Linked DNA regions of Mus musculus: all the other regions are linked to region 1. The links are chromatin contacts, called in public HiCAR-type and promoter capture Hi-C maps. All regions are on one chromosome and are shown on one strand. Each heading gives the region's core, a stretch centred on a gene start, on an enhancer-like site or on the middle of the called end of the contact. The rest is flanking DNA. Distances are from core to core; before and after follow the strand shown.

The links. Promoter capture Hi-C pulls out the DNA fragments that hold promoters and counts their contacts. HiCAR-type assays count read pairs that join an accessible place to other places.
Region 2: a HiCAR-type map of astrocytes shows a contact between it and region 1, with 2.2 times the contacts expected there. The contact joins the promoter of Ap2m1 here to the promoter of Gp1bb in region 1. A contact is called at or near these places in 2 of 39 promoter capture datasets (hippocampal neurons and neutrophils) and 2 of 115 datasets of contacts at active chromatin or transcription factors (astrocytes and pro-B cells).
Region 3: a promoter capture Hi-C map of hippocampal neurons shows a contact between it and region 1, with 6 times the contacts expected there. The contact joins the promoter of Dvl3 here to the promoter of Gp1bb in region 1. A contact is called at or near these places in 2 of 39 promoter capture datasets (hippocampal neurons and pre-B cells) and 1 of 115 datasets of contacts at active chromatin or transcription factors (astrocytes).
Region 4: a contact with region 1 is called in a promoter capture Hi-C map of hippocampal neurons, with 3 times the contacts expected there. The contact joins the promoter of Abcc5 here to the promoter of Gp1bb in region 1. A contact is called at or near these places in 8 of 39 promoter capture datasets (cranial neural crest, embryonic stem cells, frontonasal cranial neural crest and 4 more), 1 of 115 datasets of contacts at active chromatin or transcription factors (astrocytes) and 1 of 9 other capture datasets (liver).
Region 5: a contact with region 1 is called in a promoter capture Hi-C map of pre-B cells, with 7 times the contacts expected there. The contact joins the promoter of Cyp2ab1 here to the promoter of Gp1bb in region 1. A contact is called at or near these places in 3 of 39 promoter capture datasets (cranial neural crest, hippocampal neurons and pre-B cells).

What each region holds. Positions count from the first base shown.
Region 1 is chr16:18,620,539-18,625,414 of GRCm38.p6, reverse strand. Gp1bb (glycoprotein Ib, beta polypeptide) reads left to right here and starts at 3,012. Exons shown (of 2, transcript NM_010327.2): 1 at 3,012-3,844; 2 at 4,083-4,876. The coding sequence starts at 3,835. The coding sequence ends at 4,693. Septin5 (septin 5) reads left to right here. Exons shown (of 12, transcript NM_213614.2): 3 at 1-70; 4 at 160-246; 5 at 483-606; 6 at 698-832; 7 at 951-1,068; 8 at 1,203-1,304; 9 at 1,998-2,094; 10 at 2,175-2,310; 11 at 2,398-2,500; 12 at 2,619-3,604. The coding sequence ends at 2,675.
Region 2 is chr16:20,532,592-20,537,467 of GRCm38.p6, reverse strand. It overlaps Ap2m1 (adaptor-related protein complex 2, mu 1 subunit), which reads right to left and starts at 1,988. Exons shown (of 12, transcript NM_009679.3): 1 at 1,867-1,988. It overlaps Dvl3 (dishevelled segment polarity protein 3), which reads right to left. Exons shown (of 15, transcript NM_007889.3): 15 at 3,455-4,876.
Region 3 is chr16:20,514,810-20,519,685 of GRCm38.p6, reverse strand. Dvl3 (dishevelled segment polarity protein 3) reads right to left here and starts at 2,700. Exons shown (of 15, transcript NM_007889.3): 1 at 2,331-2,700. The coding sequence starts at 2,491. It overlaps Gm16618 (predicted gene, 16618), which reads left to right and starts at 1,906. Exons shown (of 3, transcript NR_167658.1): 1 at 1,906-2,047.
Region 4 is chr16:20,423,921-20,428,796 of GRCm38.p6, reverse strand. Abcc5 (ATP-binding cassette, sub-family C (CFTR/MRP), member 5) reads left to right here and starts at 2,403. Exons shown (of 30, transcript NM_013790.2): 1 at 2,403-2,549.
Region 5 is chr16:20,322,991-20,327,866 of GRCm38.p6, reverse strand. Cyp2ab1 (cytochrome P450, family 2, subfamily ab, polypeptide 1) reads left to right here and starts at 2,463. Exons shown (of 9, transcript NM_183158.3): 1 at 2,463-2,536; 2 at 4,861-4,876.

The sequences.
Region 1 (4,876 bases), core at 1,763-4,262:
GCCACACTGCCCAACCAGGTGCACCGCAAGTCCGTCAAGAAAGGTTTCGACTTCACGCTCATGGTGGCCGGTGAGTGGCCAAACTTCTAGGTGGAGCCCCGTGGGCCAGACTGTCTCAGCCCCAGTCTAATCCAGCTCTTTGACTGTTCCTATGGCCAGGTGAGTCCGGCCTGGGGAAGTCCACCCTTGTCCATAGCCTCTTTCTGACCGACCTGTATAAGGACCGGAAACTGCTGAGTGCTGAGGGTGAGTAGCCTTCATGAAGTCACCGATCCACTGGCCCCTGCCTTGAGAAACCTCAGAGGGCACCCACACTCTGCCTGAGGCAAGGACCCCTGACTGGGGATGAGGAGGAGTGGCCCGGAGTATACATTCAGACAGAGACTGAAGCCAAGGCACCAGGGTGGGTAAGGACAGGGCGCCTTGCTGCCCAGAGAAAAGGTGGCGATAGCCTGCAAACACTCCCTCCCTTGCCTCTGCAGAACGCATCAACCAGACGGTAGAGATCCTGAAACACACCGTCGACATTGAGGAGAAGGGGGTCAAGTTAAAGCTCACCATTGTGGACACGCCCGGCTTTGGGGACGCGGTGAACAACTCTGAATGGTGAGGAACGGGACCCCCTGCCCCCAAGTGCCATGACCTAGCAGGCAGCTCTGGGCGCTAGCTAGCTTCCTTCTCCCTCCTGCGCCTCTAGTTGGAAGCCCATCACTGACTATGTGGACCAGCAGTTTGAGCAGTATTTCCGTGATGAGAGTGGCCTGAACCGCAAGAACATCCAGGACAACCGGGTACACTGCTGCCTGTACTTCATCTCCCCGTTCGGACACGGGTGTGTGGCCGTCCTGGTGCCTGGGCTCAGGGTGGATGTTCCTGTCACTGCATCACTGCCCCCTCCCCCCAGCAATGCCCACCCTACTCTCTCTCTCTCTCTCTCTCTCTCTCTCCAGACTGAGGCCAGTGGATGTAGGCTTCATGAAGGCACTGCATGAGAAGGTGAACATCGTCCCACTCATCGCCAAAGCTGACTGCCTGGTGCCCAGTGAGATCCGGAAGCTGAAGGACAGAGTGAGTCTTCTGTAGCTAGCCAAGGGGCCTGGCCAAAAACTCCAGGGGAGCTGGCCCATGCCAAGTCAAGTGCTCTCTCTCTCTCTCTCTCTCTCTCTCTCTCTCTCTCTCTCTCTCTCTCTCGCCTGCTGCAGATACGTGAGGAGATCGACAAGTTTGGGATCCACGTGTACCAGTTTCCAGAATGTGATTCGGATGAAGATGAAGACTTCAAGCAACAGGACCGGGAACTGAAGGTGAGCATGTAACCAGGAGGGGCGGGGCAAGGAGGTAGCTGGGGCAGAGTATTGGAGGCCACGCAAACCCCGGGGGTGGGGGCTGAGCACCCAGGAGGTGCAACATGATGAGAGCAGGGGTCATTTGCTCACCGAAAAGAGGGTCTGTGCTCAGTCTCAAGGGTTACAGGATAAGGAAATCCCTGGTACCCCTGTCTGGTCTGTGGCGGGTCATGTGACCCTCCCCTGGGTGTTTACTTGAGCACTTATGGGTACCATTCTCACCTGCTTTCCAAGAATCAGCCCAGTGGCCCAGAGATGTGGCAAGTTCTAGTATCCGAGATAGAGAGCTCCAGAGGGTGGTGGCTTTGAATACCCCAGAGGCCAGAGAGGTTGTGACAGAGAGCTAAGCCAGGAACTAGGGCCTTTGGGCCAGAAGCAGATGGCAGCGCCATCTACCAGTAAGCATGGTCTTGGCTTTGACTTGAACCGTGGAGGAAGCTCCTGGAAGCATCCAGTGCCAGAGAAGTGCCTGGCGTTGTGGCAGAAACCCCAAGGCCTTTAGCCCCACAGGCTTTGTGGCTTTTGTGGGTAGCAAAGACACCCACAGAGGGACCATGCCATGGGAGGGGGATGATGGCAGTGCTGGAATGGCCTCTGAGCCAGCTGCTCTTACAGACTAGGCTGGGCTGGGTCCTTGCTCCCCTTCCCCAGGAAAGTGCACCCTTCGCCGTTATTGGCAGCAACACTGTGGTGGAGGCCAAGGGGCAGCGGGTCCGGGGGCGACTGTACCCCTGGGGGATCGTCGAAGGTGAGATGAGGCAGGAGGCTGGGTGAGGGGTGGGTGGCTCCCCTAGACTGACACCGACTCATCGTCGATCCTGCCCACAGTGGAGAATCAGGCGCACTGCGACTTTGTGAAGCTCCGCAACATGCTCATCCGCACTCACATGCACGACCTCAAAGATGTGACGTGCGACGTGCACTATGAGAACTACCGTGCCCACTGCATCCAGCAGATGACCAGGTGGGCCACCCGCACCAGTAGCAGGCCAGGCGGCTCCCACCCTCCTAACCCGAACCTCCCAACAAGCACAGCCCTCTCATTCCACAGCAAACTCACCCAGGACAGCCGCATGGAGAGCCCCATTCCTATCCTCCCACTACCCACACCGGATGCGGAGACCGAGAAGCTCATCAGGATGAAGGATGAAGAGGTGGGTGGATATCAGGAGTAGGGCCGAGATTGTGAACAGGGTAGGGAGGAGAAGCAGAGGGCAGAGCTACAGCTCTCCTGCCTTTTCTCACTCTGACTTGGGTCGCCCCCACCACCAGCTAAGGCGCATGCAGGAGATGTTGCAGAAGATGAAGCAGCAAATGCAAGACCAGTGACACCCGCCCCAGCCCCACGTCGTCGACAAGGATAGACGGCCGGTTTCCGGGCTGGCCCCTCCTACCCCTGGATCCCAGACTGTCCTGGATTCCACCCTGGGTTCATCTGGATCTCAGAAGGCCTGGACCTCACCCTAATCCAAAGTGGCTTTGACCAGACTGTTCAGACCTGGAGCCACAGAGCCACAGCCCCCAGATGACCCTAATTTATTCTCGGCGTCCACCCTTCCCGGTCATTTGTATCTGCTTCCGAGTGCTCTGAATCACAGCCCCTCCCCAACCTCCTGCCCCCGCCCCACCCCGCACCTCCCCGCCTATCATAAGGGAACAAGATGTGCACAACCTCCAAGATCTCCCTTCCTAGAAGATCACTGCCCCCCAGCGGGCCAATAAACCAGGGTAGAGGAGGGACGTGGATGCAGGATCTTGGGCCTATTACCCAAGCTAGTGCTGCAGAGTGGAGTTGGGAGGCCCCCCTCTGCCGATTCCAGTGGGCTACGAAGCATTTGCTAATGGCCTACTGAGCGCGGAAGTAGGCCGGTTCCTCCCTTACTCCCTAATCATGCTCTGTTCAGGATCGGAGGCGGCGGGGTTTGGAGGCTAAGGCCTTTAGGAAGACCCCAGATCTAGAGGCTTCTGGGAGGAAGGCGGGGCCGCGATGCTCTAGACCGCTCGCGCCCCTTCCTGAGTCTACCTGAAGGACTCCAAGGGCGGTAGAGACGGGGTGTCCCTATGCCTAGACTACTTTCGTCCACCCATAGGTCAAGGTCTTTTCTTCCCAGCAACTCTGTTGCACAAGGATTCCAGCCCTTGGCCTCCTCCATATCTCCACCCGCATGATTCCTCCCCACACACCCCATGCTCCGTTTTGTTCAGTTGTGAATGCCGCGTCCTGTCCTGGTGACAGGAGAACAAAGTTGGTGAACGTCGCACCGAGTGTCCGAGTGTTCCATGAGCCCCTGGGAGCGGGCGGGGGGACGGAAGCCCGGGCTGCCTGCGGCCCCAGGCGATAGTACCCTATCTGCCTTCGCAACGCCCTTGCGCGCCGGCTCGGAGTTATTTCTGGCCAGGCGGCAGAATTGTGGTCTGTTGCTGTAGACTCAGGCAGGCTCTCGGGCCAACGCCTCTCCAGAACGAAGTAGGCCACCATCCTCTCGCCATGGGCTCCCGTGAGTTCTGGGGTCGGGTCTGCAGCTTTCTAGGAAGAGCCACGGTCAGGAGGTGTTCTAGTTTGGGCATCAATAGGCAAAGTCTTGGATCAGAGGTGGATGGAAACTCGAGCCAGCGCCCAGAGTGGCCGGGGTGGAGGGACCTGCGGACTCGTGGGATGCTGGTCCTAGGAGCTGGCGGGAGCAGCGCCGACGGTCCCAAGGATGCTCCCGCCTCATCCTAGTGCTTCTCTTTCAGGGCCCCGTGGGGCGCTGAGCCTGCTGCTTCTGTTGCTAGCGCTGCTCAGCCGCCCAGCCTCTGGCTGCCCCGCGCCATGCAGCTGCGCAGGGACGCTCGTGGACTGTGGGCGCCGCGGGCTGACCTGGGCGTCGCTGCCGGCTGCCTTCCCTCCCGACACCACCGAATTGGTGCTGACCGGCAACAACCTGACGGCGCTGCCGCCCGGGCTTCTGGACGCGTTGCCTGCTCTGCGCGCAGCACACCTGGGCGCCAACCCCTGGCGCTGCGACTGCCGCCTATTGCCGCTGCGCGCCTGGCTGGCCGGCCGCCCGGAGCGCGCGCCCTACCGCGACCTGCGCTGTGTCGCGCCCCCAGCGCTGCGCGGCCGCTTGCTGCCCTACGTGGCGGAGGATGAGCTGCGGGCCGCGTGCGCACCCGGTCTACTCTGCTGGGGAGCACTGGTGGCCCAGCTAGCACTGCTGGTCCTCGGGCTGCTACACGCGCTGCTATTGGCACTTCTACTAGGTCGCCTGCGGAGGCTGCGCGCGCGTGCGCGCGCACGCTCCATCCAAGAGTTCTCTCTCACAGCCCCGCTGGTGGCCGAGTCGGCCAGAGGTGGTGCATCCTAAGAAAGGACAGGCACTGAGCAACAAGGACCTGCAAACTTTACAGGTCCCTGCAGGAGGACCCTCACCTTCACCTGGATCCGCCTTGGCCTCTACCCTTGCCCAACCTCCCAGACCCGAGCTCTGCAAGCCTGAATCAACATGGTGCCAAACTGATTCCAGTACTACCAGAGTGAAGCAACCTTG
Region 2 (4,876 bases), core at 739-3,238, 1.9 Mb before region 1:
TCCTGTTTTTCCACACTGGATAGGGGACAGCACTTTAAGAGTGTGAGGCCCGGGGATTTAGGCCATTTTTATCCAGCCTTTTCTGAGGGCTGAGGAAAGTAACCACAAGGCCGAGCTCAGCCCCCTACTGTGCACTCTCACTCCTGCTGCTTCCAGTGAGTCACAGAGAAGGCCTGCCTGCAGATGCAGGAATGGCGTGGCGGGAGGGATTACTCTAGTTGGCTTGAGCCTGGGCCTGCCACCAGGCATAACCTTTAGAGCAAGCATTACCCTTCCAAGAAGGCAACGGAGCATGACCCTCTAGAAGTCTACACATTCCAGGAAAGGGTGTGCAGGGTGAGGTGGGGCTGGGAGGGAAGAGGCCCTTAGGCTCTAACACAGAGCCAGGAAGGTGGCTGAAGCAGGCACATCTTTCCCAGGCAGAGAGATAAGCAGACAAAGGAACAGAGGCCCGCTTAATAAGTTCTTTAAAAGATTTCATTTTTACCGACACACAGGTACATGCCAGTGTGCTGTATGTGTGGAAGCTAGGTGTTAGACTGAACACTGCCCTCCACCCCTCAAGCCTGAGTTAGGGTGGTACTGAGCCAAATGACATGTGCCGGGACCTGAACTCAGGTTTTCTGGAAAAGCAGTAAGAACTCTTCAATGCTGAGCCCCTTTTACAGTTATTTCTGGTTACTGTCTTTTCAAAATTTCTAAGTGTGACAAAAATTAGGTCTGTATGTAGTAGCATTAATCCTGCCATCTAAATTGTGTCTCCAAATCTGCCAAGTCAGTCACTTCTGGCCTGGTGTTTACCAAGCAATGGGCAGGGATAACAGAATGCCTCGACTGCCCAAATTATTTTGGTCAAAATTAAGGTAGAATATTTGAGTAACGGGGTTAATCTGGTTCTAGATTTCTGGATTAGTCCAGATATTAATTTCACTGAGGTTAGTTTAACAGACTTTTTGAAACTGAAAAGTTAACCCTTGAAGCCCAGTGACAAGTCCAAAGAAGGTGAGAAAGAAAATGCAAAATGGAGGTTGAGCGCTGAGCAAAGGACCAAGTCCACAGGTATCAACCTCGGGTGGGGGATGGTGTGTGTGACCTCGGGGGGGGGGGCGGTGTGTGTGTGTCCTGGACGAAAATGCAATATTTAGTTAAGGAAAGGGTTAGCTGGAATTGCTAGCAAAAGACCAGGATGACCCCAAAGCACCAAATACAGCTGTGGGAGTCCCTAAAGGTCTCCTATGGCAAAGGTCATAGGAGCTTGGGAGGAGCGAAAAACAGCGAAAAGAGATAGACAAGAAAAAGAGAAAGCTGAGAGACAGGGCCTACTCTTCTGTTAGTGAAGCATAGGGGGCTGGTGGAGTTTTTCTCAGCTGAGGGAGGAGAAGACATCTAGGCCCGGGAGATGTCACCACGGGATGCGGGGGCTGTCACAGGTCTGAGGTACAAGAGCCGTGGGGGTAAACCAGGAGGATGGAATCTCTCAGTGTTCGAGAGAGACCTGTCACTGTCCAAGGGAGTGGCACCAGGGGATGTCAATGTCCTGGGGGATGGGGAAATAGGAAACCCCGGGGTTGAGCGGTTGTCAGGATTCTAGGGATGGGGCGCCGCGCGGCGTCTCCCGCTCTAGGATTCCAGCCCTAGTCTCTTCCCGGAGACGCCTGGCGGGTCACTGGAAGGCGTTGCTCCCCGCCCTTGCTGCAATCGCGCCCAAGGCACCCCCGCCCGGTTGTCTACTCCCTCCCGGGTCTGAAGGCTGAGGCCACTCCCCGGTGCGGGCAGTTTTCCACCCAGCACCGTGCAGGGCAAGGCAGGCTACCACAGCACCCTCGTCGCCTGATAAGGACCTCTAAGTCAAGCCTCCCAGCTCACCTGGAGTCAGCAGCCCCCACAAGGCCGGCCTGGCCACTCTCGGATCCCAAGATGTCCGCCCGCCCCCAGCTCGCCTGTCTGCTGCCTCGGCTTTCACTGCAGTGCTCCCGCCCCACCCCGCCCCGATCGCAGCTGCGCCTGCGCGCTCGCCTCCAGCGGCGACTACAAGTCCCGTCAGTCCCCGCAGCTTTCAAGCTGACACATCTGAGCGCCCTAGGCTCAACAAAACTACAACTACCGACAGCCTTCAAGACAGAGAAGACGTCAGCTTTAGTGCGCCTTGCAAGCAACACGTGTCGTGATACACTCCAACCATTGTTTGCTTCACTGAGAATCACGGGAAGTGTAGTCTCTGCGACCCTTCCTGTTCCTAGTTAAGTGGGGTAGCTTTAAGAGACCAAAGCTATTTGTCGAAACCAATTGTAAATTTTGAATTACTATAGTCTTTTATTGTCTCCAGATTTCGAAGACTGGCTACTTTACAAACACAACTTGGCATAAGCTTGTTACTGCTGAATTTACTGTTTTTTTTTTTTTTTAAACACCACGTTTGATTCTCCCAAACGTGTGTGTGTGTGTTTTTATATATATATATAAAATTTATTTGTATGTATTTTATATATATTCTAGGATTGGACTGATCCCTTTCTCAGGGATAATTATCCAAACAGAAAAGCTGGGAAGGAAGACAGCTAAACGTTAATGTTTTCCTCAGCTAAATCTGTGACTGTGGTGTGATGGTGACGTATGCCGTTAATTCCAGAGTTCTGGAGGCAGAGGCAAGAGCATCTCTGTGAGTTTGAGGCCATCCTGGTCTAAATAGAGAGTTTCAAGACAGCCCAGGCTACATAAGAGACCCCTTTTGCCCTCTACTCCAGTTTAGTTGGGCATGGGATTTTAAAATCCCATTTCTCCTTTAATCCCAGCACTTGGGAGGCAGAGGCAGGAGAATTTCTGACTTCGAGGCCAGCCTGGTCTACAAAGTGAGTTCCAGGACAGCCAGGGCTACAGAAAAACCCTGTCTCGAAAAAAAAAAAAATCCCATTTCTCAACTGTGCAGTGGTGGCACATGCTTTTAATCTCAGCACTGGGGCGGGGGGGGGGGGGGGGGTAGAGGCAGGCAGCACTCTGAGTTCAAGGTCAGCCTGGTCTACAGATCAAGTTCCAGGACAGCCAGGGCTACAAAGAGAAACCCTGTCTCATAAAAACAAAAAAGGAGAGAAAAGATTTCCTATGATATCCAAACTGAGAGAATGAGGAAGAGCCAACCTGGACACAAACAGCTGTCTGATTATTGCCAAATCAGGAAAATTTGGTTTTTCTCTCAGGAGACAGAGACATCCTGCTGCCTAAACAGGCCAGAGACTTCTATGGCAGAAAGGAAGTGGGTGGGTGCTTAAATCTGGTTGCTAACCCTACTATTCCTAGCAATCTCCTTCTAAGTAGCGAAAACCCAAAAACTTCTAACTCCTGAACTATCATTCAAGGCTTCATATCTATCTTTGCAAAGGTTTTCTCTTCCCAATATACCCTAAAAGTTTGCTGGTTTAGAGTAAATTAATAATAATAATAATAATAATAATAATAATAATAATAATAATAGCTACCATTTATTGAGCACCTACTCTATTGTGTGCCAGGCACTGTGCTAGGCACTTTTCGTACAATATCTAATTCCTCACAACAACCCTGTGAGGTAGGTATTATTATCATCATTTTACATATGGGAGGACTGAGGCTCCAGAGAGGTTAAATAACTCTTTTACACAACCAAAAATGAGAGCTGGAATTCAAGCCCAAACCAACTTGACTCCAAATCCCATGCTCTGTAAATTAAGAAAGGGAGAGGAACAGCTGAACTTCAGAGTGTCAAGAGTAGAAGGGTGTGTGATGCTGACTAATACCATGTAGGTGTAGCTTGTAACGAAGGTCACCAGGACAGGAATTCAAGAGGAATAATGCTTGACTATTATGGACATGCCTGTGGAGATGTCCAGTGGGTAATAAAAACAGGTCTAAAGAGAGGGGAAGCTGGGGTTGGAGATCCAGATTTAGAAGTGGCCAGCATATCAACAGCTTAAGAAGAGAATGGCTGACACTATCATGGGAGTGGGAAAGGAGGAGATGTGAGCCAAAGACAGGATGACAAGGGTACTGGCGTCCAGCGCACAAGTGAGCACTGACGAGGGATTCTCAAGATCACAGGAAAAGGCAGAGTTAGAGAGAACCGAAGACAGCTAAGATCAAATCATGCTTCTAACATAGCCCTTTGTTCATTAAAATCCCAGAAAAGGTGTTAAACGGATGAATGAATGGCAAAACAGCCCTACTTCAAGTTGCCCCCAAACCTGGACTAAGGACATCCTGATGGGGGGAGACATTTGCTGGGGCATGCTAGGCAGACACTACAGAGCTATGTTCCCAGCTGACACCCTTGCCCTGAAGAGTTAAGAGTCTGGATAAGTCAGAGTTTATATAGCAGAGTTTTAAAGAGAAATTTGTGATTTAAGGTAGAAAACAATTTTCAAAATAACTGGAGCTGTTTGGAAGTCCCAGTTGTCTGCTTAAGCTCCAACTGGCCTGTGTTCCCAGGTCTCATGGAGAAGATGAAAACAGAACAGTTATAAGGATATGGGGGTGGGGTGGGGGTGTAGGAGGGAAGTAGAGAATGGCCTGTCAGTCACCTGGACAGCCCTCTGTGGAGCCCATCTTTTGGGCTTTATCCAAGTACAAAGACATTGGGAACATGTATGGGAAGCGTAAGGGCTAGCAGGAAGAGGAGAGGGCAGTCACGGACCAGCCCCATATCTAGGGATGACTTGGAAGAAGGGTCCAGCCCTCCGGTCAGGGACCAGCCCTGAGGCGTGTGTGTGTGTGTGTGTGTGTGTGTGTGTGTGTGTGTGTGTGTGTGTGTGTGTGTGTGTGTGTGTGAGAGAGAGAGAGAGAGAGAGAGAGAGAGAGAGAGAGAGAGAGACTCACGTGTGTGTATATATCTATGTGTACGGAGAGA
Region 3 (4,876 bases), core at 1,451-3,950, 1.9 Mb before region 1:
GGAGAGGAGAAATCTATAGAATGGCCATTTACATAATATAGTATTCCTCACCGGTGTTGTGTGTGTGTGTGCTCTCTTTCGTTCTGTCTCTCTCTCTCATGTTCTCTCTCTCCCTCTCTCCCTCTGACACCTATACAAACACACATACACATACATACATACATACATACACACACACCTCTACAATGGTGTGATCCAGACTTTATATTTTGGAGTGAGAGTCCCCCATATCCAAACAAATTCTGTCATTTACCAGCTGTGTGGCCTAGGGTCAGCTTTATTGAGGCCTTTTTCATTCTAGTCTCCTGATTTTCATCAGTGTCCATTTCATAGACTGGTGTGAGGACTCCAAGATGCAAGATGTACAAGTGATGACATCACTGTCAGGCAGACTGTAAGTACCATATGATGGGCTTGTAAAATAAAAAATGAAATAAGCTGTCAACGGGATCCTCTGCTATCCTAACTCTGAAAAGGATGGCCTTGCTGGGTCTTTTGCTCACTTATTCTCGTAGATTGGGGGGAATAAGCCAAATAAGAACACCCACTTGATTCTTAGCATTGGTCTCAATTCTGGTAGAACAGCCAACCGATATTTTGCAAAGGGTGCTTCAAGGACCACGGGTAGATACAAAATGGCTTAAAGTGGCATATGATAAATGTTACTTAGTTCAATAGTTGATTTAAAGAAAGATATTCCTGAGCAGTGAGCAGATGCAATGGGGGCCCTCTTATAACTATAGTTAGACCTGCTCCCACGACAACCTTAGGAAAGCAGGAAGCAGCTCACAGTGGTCCCCAGAGGCAAGTCCGGGTAGAGATACAAGACGATTCTAACCCCTCAAGACATCTGGCCTAGCATACCCTGAAATATTATCCCAGTTCCTTCGGATAATAAGAAAGACCCTACTCTTATTCCTCTCATGCCAGGTTGAGACACCTACCTCCTATCCTTAGTTCTTCCAGATATATCATTTTCAGGGTCTTTCAACCAGGTTTGCCTATTCTAGACTAAAGCCAGACAATCATTATCACACAAGAGTCTCATCCCAGGGCAAGAACAGAATCAGTAATAGATCTATTCTCCACTCTCCAACACACACACACACAAACACTTCTAAGAATTCATCGAATGCTGAGTTCCAGGGGTAGAAAATGACAAATAAGTCCGGCAGGAGACAGAAGGTGCTTGCCTCCTGGGGCTGGGAGGGCAGGCCTTGGGAGAGAAGCCAGACTAATGTACACAGGGGGCGGGGGGTTGGGGGTGGTGGTGGGATATCTCCCCTCACCCAGCTCTGGGGCCTCAGCTGCAAGCACAGTGCAGGCCTCAGGCAAGTGCATCAGAGGGACCTTCAGGCCTTGAAGGGCCCAGGGAGGGGTAGGGTGTTTGTGTGTGTGTGTGTTCTCCATAGCCTCTAGGCCGACCGTCCAGTTAATGTAGGCAAGCCTCAGCCCCTTGGAGAGGGGTGTGTGTGTGTGTGTGTGTGTGTGTGTGTGTGTGTGTCTTCCCCCTCCACCCCCCTCTCAGGCCAGCTGCTACAAAACCCTCAGGCTCCAACATTCCAACCTCTCTTAAAGGGGCAGTCCCAGCTTCCAAACTGCCCATCAAAAGCCCTGCAGCAGGGTAGGGAGGGGAAGACAAGAGAGAACATCAATAGGCCCTTCCTAGTCTTCCCATCCAGGCTCTGAAGCCCTATGCAACATCTCTGCTGGGACTACCATCAGGAAAGAAAAGGCCCCAGCACCTGGCTAGTGAGAACTCCTCTGAGTCAGGCAACACCCCATCGGCCCAGGGGAGAGGGGAATCTGCTTGACAAACATCAGGTCCATCATCCAGCCTGGTAGAACAGCCCCCAACGCCTCCTTCTCCAGTTCAAAGTCCCACCAGCTACAGCCCTAGATACAGCACACTCCAAATAAGGCTCTGAGTTGCAGAGCTCAGAAGACCGGGAAGGCAGGCCGGGTGTCAATATACTCCAACTTTATGCTTAAATGGTGGCACCTGGAAGGACTGAGAATTCTGGCTTTGGACTGGAGTGGAAAGGATGTATGTCTCTGGGGGGGGCCGCTGGACCGTGGGGAGGTGAGGGGGCTTGAATGGTAGGAACCGATTGCTTAGGGAGGGACGTCTCGCTGGACCAGGGGGGCAAGGCCTCCAAGAGGTGACTGGGAGTCCCTCAAAGTCAAGTGTGTCCCAAGTCACCGAGTCGCTCCCTTGCTGGAAGCGGGGCTAGAAACCAGTGCAGTCAGGGGAGTCGGAACTGGCTGTGTTGGCCCCTAGCAGCGGAGCGACCCGGGCTCCCGGGAGGCGGGGCGGGGGCCATCCTCACCCAAAATCGTCGTCCATAGACTTGAAGAAGAACTTATAGCTGGGCCGCTGCAGAACGCCCTTAAAGTCCGCCAAGGTGACGCGCTCGGCGGGCAGGGGCAGCTTCACCAGGTACGGCGTCTCCTGGCCGTCCAGGTGGTAGATGATCTTGGTCTCGCCCATGGCTCCGGCCTCGGCCCCGCGGCGCGCGGCCTGCTTGGGCAGCGGGGCCGGGCCTCTCCGGCAGAGCTCGGCGCTCGGCGCGGCCCGCTGCTCAGCCCCACTCAGCCGCCGGCCGGGCCGCCAGCTCCCTTGTTCTCCGGCCGCTCCCGGGTCCCAGCGCCGCCCGCCACCGCTTCCGCTCCCCACTCCCGGCGCTCCGCTGGCGATCGCGACTCTTCCGGTGGCCTGGGCCCTCCCGGCTCTGGGCCGAGCCCAGTGCGGCCCCGCCCCGCCTCCGAGCCGCGCTGGCTGCTTGCGGCCGACTGCCCGCCCACCCACAGGGCGGCGCTGGGTCCCCTGTGCTCCGGGTTCAGGCAGCTGGACCTGGAAGTCTCAGCCCGGTGGGACTGGCGGAACCGTGTGCAGGGTCCCGGGCAGGAGGGGAGGGATGGAAGAGAAGTGTCACCGACTGCAGAAGAGAATGGATTTGAAGACCTAACTGGATCCCTGGATGCCGGGTGGCTTCAACTCGGATTTTTGGATTCTGCTGACAGCACAGTTGCTGCCACCGGACCGTACTGAGTTCCTTGAGGGCTGAGCAAGTTCAAGTTTTTATCCCTATAATCTCAGCGTCTCTATGAACAAGTAGTTTGAGAAATGGACTGAGTGGGTGTGGTAGCGCTTACCTTTAATTCCAGCACTCAGGAGAGAGAGGCAGGTGTCTTTCAGTGAGTTTAAGCCAGCCTGGCCTACAGAGAGCTTCAGGACAGCAGGACTATGGAGGGAACTCCTCTCTTAGAGAGAGGGAGAAATACAGAGAAGAAAAAGAAAGAAAGAAAGAAAGGAAAAGAAGAGGAAAAAAAGGACAAAAGAAAGAGAAAAGAAAAAATTTGAGTTAAGAAAGAATGCAAGCAGCCAGGTGTGGTGGAACATTACTTTAGTCCAAACACTGGATAGGTAGGCAAATCTCTGAGTTGGAGGCCAGCCAGTCTACAGAGCAAGTTCCAGAACAGCCAGGGCTAAACAGAGAAACCCTGTATGATTGGGACAGTAGATGTCAAAACTACCTATAGTCAGTTGGTGGTTCAGCTTCTCAGCTGTAACAATGTATGTCAGGTGTGGCTTTGAAACTCCTGACAATTCTCCTGCCTCAAGCTTCTGAGTTCTCTCTCTGATTACATGCCTGCATTTCAGTCACCTCTTCTGCCCAGAAACCTCTTCACATTACCCAATATGACTTTCATATACCCTCAACATGACACACAAGGCCCTTAATAATCTGACATCTATATACCTCTCTAGACTTTTTCTCATTACATCATAACCAATTTTTTTATTATAAGCAGAAAGCATTCAGTAGCAGTTACATGTTTTCAGTTTATATCCTTCATTTAATCTTTTTCTCCAAATAATGTCTGTGCATAAATAAAATGCATTAAAACTTTTCAAGGTTTGTTTTTACCCCCTGCACAGATTATAGGTATCTGAGATGACCAGGAGAGGGTGTCAGTCTCTTGGAATTAGAGTCACAGGAGCTGGAGAGAGAACTAAGTGGTTAAGACCTCTTCCAGAGGTCCTGAGTTCAATTCCCAGCAACCACATGGTGGCTAACAACCATCTGTAATGGGATCTAATGCCCTCTTCTGGTATGTCTGAAGACAGTGATGTCTGAAGACAGTGACAATATATATCTTAAAAAAAAAAGTTTCGGGAAGCTGTGATCCACCTGCTGAGATGCCAGACACTAAACTCTGTAGGAACAGCAAGCCCTCTTAACTGTTGAGCTGTTTCTCCCGCCCTAATATTAAAAACAGAGTCCAGGATGACCCTGAATTTTCTACTCTCCTGCCTGTACACTCCTGGAGTGGCTGGGGTTACAGGCATGTGATGCCTGGCTTATTTCTTGATTTACACATTCTAGACATTGCCCATTAACTTCCCACTTTTACTTTCTTAAAATATTGAAGCCATGATTGTTAAGTCGAGAGTACTTAACACTGACAGTAAAAGTACTGCTAAGCTTGGTATATTACTTGTTTCTTTTGCTTTTTTTTTTTTTTTCTCTTGGTTTGTTTGTATTTTATTTTTGGTTTTTCAAGACAGTGTTTCTCTGTGTAGCCCTGGCTGTCTTAGAACTCACTCTGTAGACCAGGTTGGCCTGGAACTCAGAAATCCGCCTGCCTCTGCTTCCCAAGTGCTGGGATTAAAGGTGTGCGCCACCACTGCCTGGCTTTATTTATTTATTTTTTAAACCAATAATTGTTTGCACACAATGCAGTTTTTCAGGACACATCTTGTTCACCAGTCCAATCTATTAGGTAAACCAGCTTTGTTTGCTCTGGTGAACACTGCCTGCTGTCTCTATCTAGCTGTCATCTGGGACTTCTCTGCATCCCCAGGGGCACT
Region 4 (4,876 bases), core at 1,154-3,653, 1.8 Mb before region 1:
ACACCATAGGGGACCCCCACCTGCTCAGAGCAGAAGGGGAGGAGGGATGGGGAAGGTTTGTGGGAGGAGGTGACTGGGAAGGAGACAGTGATGGGGATGAAAACTGAATAAATAAATACGAACAAACAAGCAAACAAACAGACCAACACTTACAGAGATGTAATTCAGTTGCCAGAGAGCTTGCCTCTCATGCTGGGCTTAGTCACCAGCACTGTTTATCACCCGTAATTCCAGCACTATGGAGGTAGACAGGAGGACCAAAGGTGCTGGTCACCTTTGCCTACTTGGCAAGTTCAGCTTCTGAAATCCCAGAGATTCTACCTCAATTAAAGAAAGAAAAACCAGTTATAACTTGTGGCTCATCTTTTCAATTAATGACATCTCACATATGTCAAGGCCCGAGTAGCTGCTGCCGGTCCAGCCACTTTATGTTGTTATTACTGTTACAAGGAAACTTTCTCATGCACGAGTTGATTGCATACTCTGTTATGTTTTTTTTTTTTTTTCTTTCGAGACAGGGTTTCTCTGTATAGCCCTGGCTGTCCTGGAGCTCACTCTGTAGACCAGGCTGGCCTAGAACTCAGAAATCTGCCTGTCTCTGCCTCCCAAGTGCTGGGATTAAAGCGTGCGCCACCACGCCCGGCTCATACTCTATTATGTTATGTGCTTTGATGCTCTTGGAAACCAATCACAACAAAGGTCAGTAAGAACTGCTTTGTATAGTTAGCTACAGCAAGCACGTCCCGCACTGGTGAATGAGCCTTTATGGTTTTTGCTTTTATAAGCTTCTCCTGCACCAATGTAAGAAGTTATTTGGAATAAGACTTCCATTTTGAGTAGGGGTTTAATAGTTTTAAATTCCTAAGAACTCTTTGGGGTTTGACATCCTACATGGCAGAAAAAGATATGGACATGGGTAACTGATATCCTGGTTGGCAAGTTAAGGCATGGATGTTAGGCAATGCAAGTTGATCCCCCAACCAATGGGAACAGGATACGTGTACAACAAAGACCTGCTCCAGAGGAAGTCCTTATCCCTAAATCCTGATTGGTGGAAGAACTTGACACAGATGTTTGTGGATTTCAGACTTAAAAAGCTCTGTAGATTCTGGCTCGAGGTTGCAGTCAGCTCCTGAGTCTGGTCTTTGACCCTGATCAGTCAGTCCCAGGACATACGCTCCATAAACTATCCCTGTCTGCCTGAGATCAGTGTTTGGTGGTTTGTCTGGCGACTCCTTGACCCCAACAATATATATCTTAATTTTAAAATAGTGAAACATAATCAGCTTTTTGTTATTATGACAATATGACAAATACCGGAGAAAACATGAACTTAAAGGAGAAAATACTTATTTTGGCTCAGGTTTTTATCCATGGTGAACTGGTTTTGTTAGTGTGTGCTCGGCACAAGGCTGAACATCATGACAGGAAGGGGTAACACACATCTCTCAAAGGTATACTTCCAGGGACCAACTTCCTTTAACAAGCCTCCAAGTCCTCATATTCTACTAGCTTCTAATAGTGACATGGAACAATCAGTCAATATTAAACCGTTCATTAACTCAGAGTCTTCATGATCCAACTTCCTGAAAGCCCAGCTCTGAACACTGCCTATCTTCCTGAGCTTTCTGTGTGTCAAATATACATCCTGTCAATAAGTCCAGCTTTATGACATTAGTGTTCACAGTAGCTAACTAGGTAGTTGTATGATGGACAATCCAGTTTACTTTCTTTTTAAATCCCTTAAATGGGTAACCATAAACAAGCCCCGGGTAGTTTAAAGGTTGGGAGGCATGCAATAGAGTAGTCTTTATATTATGATACTAAAATAGATAAAATAGAAAAAATAAAACGACTAATGCCTCGGGAGCTTTACATTTATTTATAAAAATAGATTGATTAGTTAGTATATCATTTTGACATCCCTTGTCACTTTGGAAATTGCGATTCTGGCATTTCACTACTTAGAAGTCAAGAAGCTGAGATAGATGGGTAAGAGAAAAGATCCAAAGGTACCATTCATGCAGAACGTGGAGGACTCATGCACCCATTAAGTGACACCACAGCTAAGAGTTGGGGCTGGACAGAAGCAGGCTATGATGACCTTCACGATGTTTTCTGGCACGTGGAACCGCCGCATAGATTTGGAAGTTCCTGACTTTGAACCTCTGGCTGTCAGAGAATACAGCGCCACCGGCTACCCCGACCCGCCTGCCCAGCCCCCGTGACTAAGGCAGAGAAGGTTCCAGACTGGGCATCAGAAACCGGGGAAGGATGGGGCAGCACGAGATGCGCGCGGGTACTGTGAGCAGCCTGCACCCCATCCCGGGCACCAGCGGTGCTTCTGGGAAACGTAGTCTTTTGCGGTGTGCGGCGCTGGGGGCTGCCGGATGAGGGACTACGATTCCCTTCGGTCTTGCGCAAGCTTTGTGCATCGCGCTTGCGCGTTGTGGGGGACTATGCCGCTATAAAGGCTTGTTTTGCTCAGGGTCCGATGTTCGCGAGCGTGCCCGGGCTGTTTGCTCTCGTGTGGGGAGGCTGGGGTGCAGGTAGGTGACGGTTCACGCCTTTTTCATGCAGTGTCGGAGGCTGTCACGGGCTCACTTCTTTGGGCTCTCCAAGGCGGGGTGGGCGGTGGGAAGCCTCGGACGGGAGAAACGGGGCCTGTCTCGTTCCGATCTCGCGCGGTCCCCGGCTTGTTGGCGACCTCGCGGGCTGTGCGGAGGTCTAGATGTTAGAAGGCAGGAGGGGAGGTTTGATGGGTGGTCACGGCCGGCTCCACTCTCCGCGCGGCCACCAGGGGGAGCTGCGTTCGCTGTGGGTGGGTCGTGGAGCCTGTGCTCGCAGGCCCGGGGCTGGCATGGGAACGCCCTAGGGCCGGGTGGCGGAGCTGTCCAGAGAGAAGCCCCAACCTCCCTCCGGGACTGGAGGCTGTCAGCCACTTACTACGTAAGTCATTATCTATGTTTTGTTTTGTTTTTTGTTTGTTTGTTTTGCTACTGGTATGTGGAGGTACGTGGCATCAGCACACACAGCGAAGCCGAGGTAGAGATGGGAGCCTAGATCTTCTGTCACCAGTGTCCTTTTCGGTGCTGACACGCAAAGGAGCTAGTGGCTTTGTGTTTATAACACCTGGATTTGGTGTTTTCGTACAGATGTGGGAGTCTCGATGCAGGTGGGCACAGGAATGACCGGGGAAGTCTTGAGTTCCGAAGGGAGAAATGGATGGGTTTTACTGGGGTCTCTGGAGTAAGTGACAGGTGAGGGAGCTTGGAGGCACAGGTGGGCCCTGGGGGAGAGGTGGGGGGGGCGTGATAAGTGGTTCAGCTTCCTTGTAGCTTCCAGTAGCTTCCAGTAGCTGCAGGGCCTGAAGGAGCTTCCTGAGGCGCCTAAAACCTGAGAGATGTTGCGATAACAGAACTTGGAAACACCAACCTGGTTAGTTACAGTTCTCCAGGCCTACACAATGCCCCTCCCCCCTGCAGAATCGTCACATCCACCCCTCTTCACTGGAAAGAGAATTTTAGAGCAAAACCAGGTGGCCCCCAACCCTGTCAGTTTTGAGTCGGGGTACTAATGTGAGAGTCCCCACTTTGTTTATTCTTCTTTCTCCCTTTATAGTGCTGGCTTAAACCAAAATATGCCAGGTTTTCCTAGTCCTGATACACACACCCTTTCCTTTGGATTTGGCAGGGCTGGGGACTGGAAAGAACCTCTGGCCTACATGCTTTTATCACTGAGCCTAAGTTAGCATTAGTTTTATAAAAAGACTTTACATTAGCTGCAAGGGAGTTGTCTAGAAAATGGGAAGTATGAATTGCTCTTTGGGCTGGAGAGGGTCCTGGTGTAGTAATCCTTTCTTAGTTGATTGCTTCATATCCATATTCACCTTAGCCCTACTCTACCGGCTTCTGTGTGTTCTTCTTGTCATATCCCAGACACACAGAAGATGGTGGTCTCCTTGTGTTCAGTGTGAAGAAACAGTAACTTTATGGCTACTCAGGTGTTTGCATACTTTAAGGTGCTGCACCTTTATTTATTTATTTATTGAAAGTGAAGCTATGACATTGGTGAAGATCATGGGGACAACGATTCCCCATACCCCATTCTTATAGAAACTCGCTTTGTCTGGAAGGTTAGGGAAGTTAGAATAGGCCACTGAAGTCCTATCTTATCTCACCATTAGGAAAACAGTTGTTTCTGTCAAAACTGTCTTTGCTACCACAGTCTGTGTGTACACTTTACCGGTTCCGCTTCATAATATATGATTGAACACACACAACTGAGAAAAAACATTGCCTCGTACAGTTCTTCGATAACTTTCCCTGTTGTTCTTGATGTGTTTGGTGTTGTGAATGGGGTCCCTTGGGCTCCTCCCTTTTAAGCTTCCCCAGCCCCCTCTTGCCTATTTTTAAAGTAGCGAGTAATCTTCCTCTTCCAGATGACAATGGCAGATGCCAGATCTGTTTATAGCTTGGCTTTCGGAAGAGCCAGAGCCACAAGCGTTGTTTTTGCTTAGTAAGCTGGTTTTGGTTTTGTTTATAGTGTACACAGTCATTGGGCTAGGTGCTCTTTCTTTCTTCCTTTCTTTCTTTCTTTCTTTCTTTCTTTCTTTCTTTCTTACTTTCTTTCTTTCTTTCTGTCTTAAATAAACAACTTATCTGTATCAACTTCCAGTGCTTGAACCAGAATTCTGATAAGCAAAATGGCCAGTCCAGCCCTCATTGGAGATTTGAGGGTCTTAATTTTTTTTTTAAGATTTATTTATTATATCTAAGTACACTGTAGCTGTCTTAAGACACACCAGAGGAGGGCGTCAGAGCTCATTACGGATGGTTGTGAGCCACCATGTGGTTGCTGGGATTTGAACTCAGGA
Region 5 (4,876 bases), core at 1,214-3,713, 1.7 Mb before region 1:
TATGGAACTTTCTCCAAAATTGACCACATATTCAGGCACAAAGCAAGTCTCAATGGATACAAGAAAATTCAAATAACATCATGCATTTTATCTGAATACCACAATTAAAGCTGAATATCAACAACAGAAAGCAAACACACTCATGGAAACTGAACAGTGTACTACTGAGTGAAAAATTGGTCAAGACAGAAATTAAGAAATTTTAAAAGTTTAAGAATTGGATTACCAGGCGTGGTGGCACACGCCTTTAATCCCAGCACTCTGGAGTTAGAGGCAGGTGGATTTCTGAGTTCGAGGCCAGCCTGGTCTACAGAGTGAGTTCCAGGACAGCCAGGGCTACACAGAGAAACCCTGCCTCGAAAAAACAAACAAACAAAAGAATTGGATGAAAATTAAAATACAACATAACCGCCGGGCACTGGTGGCACACACCTTTAATCCCAGCACTCAGGAGGCAGAGGCAGGTGGATTTCTGAGTTTGAGGCCAGCCTGGTCTACAGAGTGAGTTCCAGGACAGCCAGGGCTATACAGAGAAACTCTGTCTCAAAAAACAGAACAAAACAAAACAAAAAACACAACATAACCAAACCTATGGGACTCAATGTAAGCACTAAGTGCTGAGAGAGAGAGAGAGAGATTATATCAGCAACTCAATAGGACACCTGAAGGCTTTAGAACACAAATCACACCCAAAGGAAGTAATCAAGCTTGGCTGAAGAAAAAACAAAAATAATACAAAGAATCAATGAAAGGAAGAATTGGTCCCTTGAGAAAGTAAGATTGATACACCTTTACCCAAATTTACTAAACGATGGAGAGAGAAGATCCAAATTAATACAATTAGAAATAAAAACAGGGACATAACAGACAATGAAGGAATCCATATAACCATAAAGGCATACTTTAAAAATATGTATTCCATCAAATTGGAAAACCTGAAAGAAATGGATAAAATTTTTGATGTATACCACCTACCAATGTTATACCAATATTAAATCACTATTACATAAGCAATTTGAACAGACTGATAACTCCTAGTGAAACAGAAGCAGTACTTAAAAGTCCCTCCACCAAAAACCACCCAGGTGCAGATAGACTTAGCACAGAATTCTACCAGACATTCAAAGAATAATTAAGGGCAACAGTCTTCAAAGTATTCTACAAAATAGAAGCAGGAGCTTTGGCTAATTCATTTTATGAGACCACAGTTATCCTGATACTGCACAAAGACCCAACAAAGAAAAAAAAAAATACAGGCCAAATTCCTTTGTGAACATAGATGCAAATCTTCTCAATAAAATACTTGCAAACTGAATATAAGAACACATGCAAAAAAAAAATCCACCATGATCAAATAGGCTTCATTCTAGAGAATGGTTCTACATAAACTGTAAAATGTAATCCACCACATAAACAGACTGAAAGACATGAACCACAGGTGCATCTCATTAGATGAAGAGAAGGCCTGGAGAGACTGGGGCTACAAGGGATACACCTCAACATGATAAAGGCACTTTACAGCAAGCCCACAGGCAATATTAACCCCAGCAAAGAGAAACTCAAAGCAATTACACTAAAACCAGGAACAACACAAGGATGGCCACTCTCTCCATCCCCGGTCAATATAATGCTTGAAGTCTTAGCTAGAGCAGTAAGACAACTGAAGGAGATCAAAGGGATACAGACAGGAAGGGAAGAAGCCAATGTATCTTTTATGTTTATACATAAATGACACTAAAATCTATACCAATAAACTTTGACTGCTCATAACCACTTTCAGCAAAGTAGCAGGATACAAAATTAACACCAAAAATCAGTAGTTTTCCTATATACAAATGACAAATCAGGGAAATACCACCTTCCACAATAACCTCATTGTGTGTGTGTGTGTGTGTGTGTGTGTGTGTGTGTGTGTGTGTGTGTGTGTGTGTTGGGGTAACTCTAGTCAAACAAGAACAACATTAGGGAAGGTCACCCCAACACAAGCAAATGACTTGCATTATAAAATTTTTAAGACATTGAAGAAGATACCAGAAAATGGAAAGATCTCCCATGCTCATGGATCAGATCAGAAAAAAAATGGCATCCTACCAACAGCAATTCAGTGCAATTCCCATCAAAAGTCCAACACAATCCTTTACAGAAATTGAAAGGACAATTTTCACCTCAGTGCTCAGAGAACTCTATGGAAGAGGTGGCAGAACGATTGTAAGAGCCAATAAGGATAAAGGACACCAAAGAAACGATGTCTTCTAGATATAATAGGACAGATGGACTTACAGAGCCTAGCAGCATGCACAGGGCGTGTCCTGAAACCCAGGCAGAGTTCCAGTCCTGAAAAGGGAAGTGAGCATAAACCCAGAGGCCAATTGTCACTTGTTTACAAAGGAATAATGAATTTTCTCGAACAGTATATCAAGGGTTATACAAACCACACCTAAAGGCAGGCACCATGCCCAGCAGTAGATGACCAAAACAAAACAAAGTCAGTGGTATTTTTGGAGAGTTTTTGTCTGGATAGTACTAGAGAACAAAGGTACGAAATGCTTTGTCTGGAGCTACCTACCTTCCTTTCTTCTTCCCTCCCTCCCTCTCCCTCCCTCCCTCTTCCTCCCTCTTTCTCTTCCTTTCTTACTTTTTAACCTTAGAGATCTTATATTATGTTTTCTGATTTTGTGTTTTTATGGGATTTGTGTGTGTGTGTGTGTGTCTGTATGTGTTTCTTGTTATTTTTCTTTGGCTATTTTCCCCCATTTGCCTATTTTGTCCTGTTCTAGGTTTGCTGTTGTTTTTTATTTGTTGAGGAAGAAAGGATGTGGAGTTGGGTGGCTGTGGAGATGGGGAGGATCTGGGAGGAGCTGAAGAAGGGGGACTCCATGATCAGAATACACTGTATGAAAAAACATGTTTTTTAATAAAAATTAAAAGTATAAAAATTATATATATATTACAGTTTTGAAAATTTGAGGACTTGCCTCTATGGCTTAAAATTTAAAAATTCAATGTTTCAGTAAGTTGCAGGGGTGCCTCCCTCTAGAACCAGCACTTGGGAGTCTGAGGCAAGAGCATCGCAAGCTCCATGCCAGAGTGAGCTACATAGAGCCTGTCTCAAGGGAGGGAAATCAAAACTGTCACCTCTCTGTCTCTTTCTCTCTGTCTCTCTCTGTCTCCTCGCCCCCGCTTCGTGTTACGCGGTGCAGGTGTAGCTCTTCTCTGCTGTTACAGAAGAGCTGCTGGGCAGCACTGTCAAACCAAAACCACTGCCTCTATGCACTGTGTTCATTTTCCAGAGAGGGACGCAACAGCAGAGGGGACATCTACACCAATCTCCCTGCTGCCCTTGCTGCTACAGTTTACACCAACTTTCTTCTGATTTGTTCTCTCATCTCTCAGTTCCCCTCCTACATTGCTTCTTTTGCTTCATGCCACAAAAGAAAGTACTCTCCTGGCTACTAAATATGTCCTTTTTCTCTCCCTTTTCTCTCCGGGAACTGGACAAGGGCCCTTAGATGTGACTGGCTTCTCTTAGCACTGTTCCTCACTAGCTGCCAAGGGACCCCACTAGGCATGTCTCACATACCAGGCACCTCAACAGCAGTCTTTGGTTTATAGTGCCACTGCCCTCATCTTCATGGCTAGCCGCCCTAGCTCACCTCCAACTCTCCTGTCCCTTGTTTCAGAAGGAAGGGTGTGGGTGGTGTGTGTATGTGTTACTAACTCGTGCGTGCCAGTTGCATCACTGAGCTAACCCACAGCACCCCTCTCCAGATTCAGTCACTTGCACTCCTTCCCTCACCCCGCCCTGAAAAGGAAGGCCCCTCCTTTCCTTTTCCATTACTGTTACAGTCTCAGTGTCCTGAACCGTCAGATAAACTGGAAAAAAAAAGTGAGAAAATAAGAAAGTAGCTACTGACCAGTCAGTATGCCCAGTTGGATTTTGTTGGTTAATGAAGTGGTTTTTCCTCCTCCTCCTCCTCCTCCTCCTCCTCCTCTTCCTCCTCCTCCTCCTCTTCCTCCTCCTCCTCCTCCTCCTCCTCCTCTTCCTCCTCCTCCTCCTCCTCCTCCTCCTCCTCCTCCTCCTCCTCCTCCTTTGCTTGTTTGTTTTCCTGTTTTTGAGGCAGGGCTCCTCTGTGTAGTCTTGGCTGGCCAGGAGTCTGCTAGGTAGACCAGGCTGACGTTGAACTCATAGAGACTGGCCCAGTATCATCCAGATAGACCTATGGACACATATTACTTAGGGTGAATATACTAATTTTGTTTAGAACAGTTGGTTTCAAGGTTTGGGGATGGGTTCTGGCCCATCTTAGTGGCCTTGACAGGATCAAGCAGGCATGCCCTGGAGCAATTCTGATGGTGCTGAGAAGCAGTGTGCTTTGTGCCTACCCTGACACCATCTCACAGTGCTTCCTCCAGTCCTCGGGACCCTCAGCTGCCTAACTCCCCATTCCACTGCCCTCTTCTCTCACAGCTTCCTGGCACTTGGGCTTTAGTATGTTCTCCTCCCCACTCCCAAAAACATTTATTGAACATCCAGTAAGTGCCAGGTACTGTTTGGCACTGAGATAGAAATATCTCTGTGCCCATTCCTCCATAAACAAGTGGAGAATACAGGGCTGGGGCAGTCAGTCATGCCTTCTGGTATACCATTCATACTTAGCTAGGCAAAGCAATGTTTTGCTAAAAGAAATGACACCGTGGGACGATGTACACCATCCCCTATTCCTACAAGATCACATCCTGCCCTGAGAACATGCCACCAGAACCATGTTGTTACAGGATGTCATCAGTGCTTTGCCCCTGCGCCTGTAGTAGGCTCTGCTGATGTTGTGTCTAGCACGTGGTGATCCAGTCCATTTTCAGAGTCTGATTCTAGGTA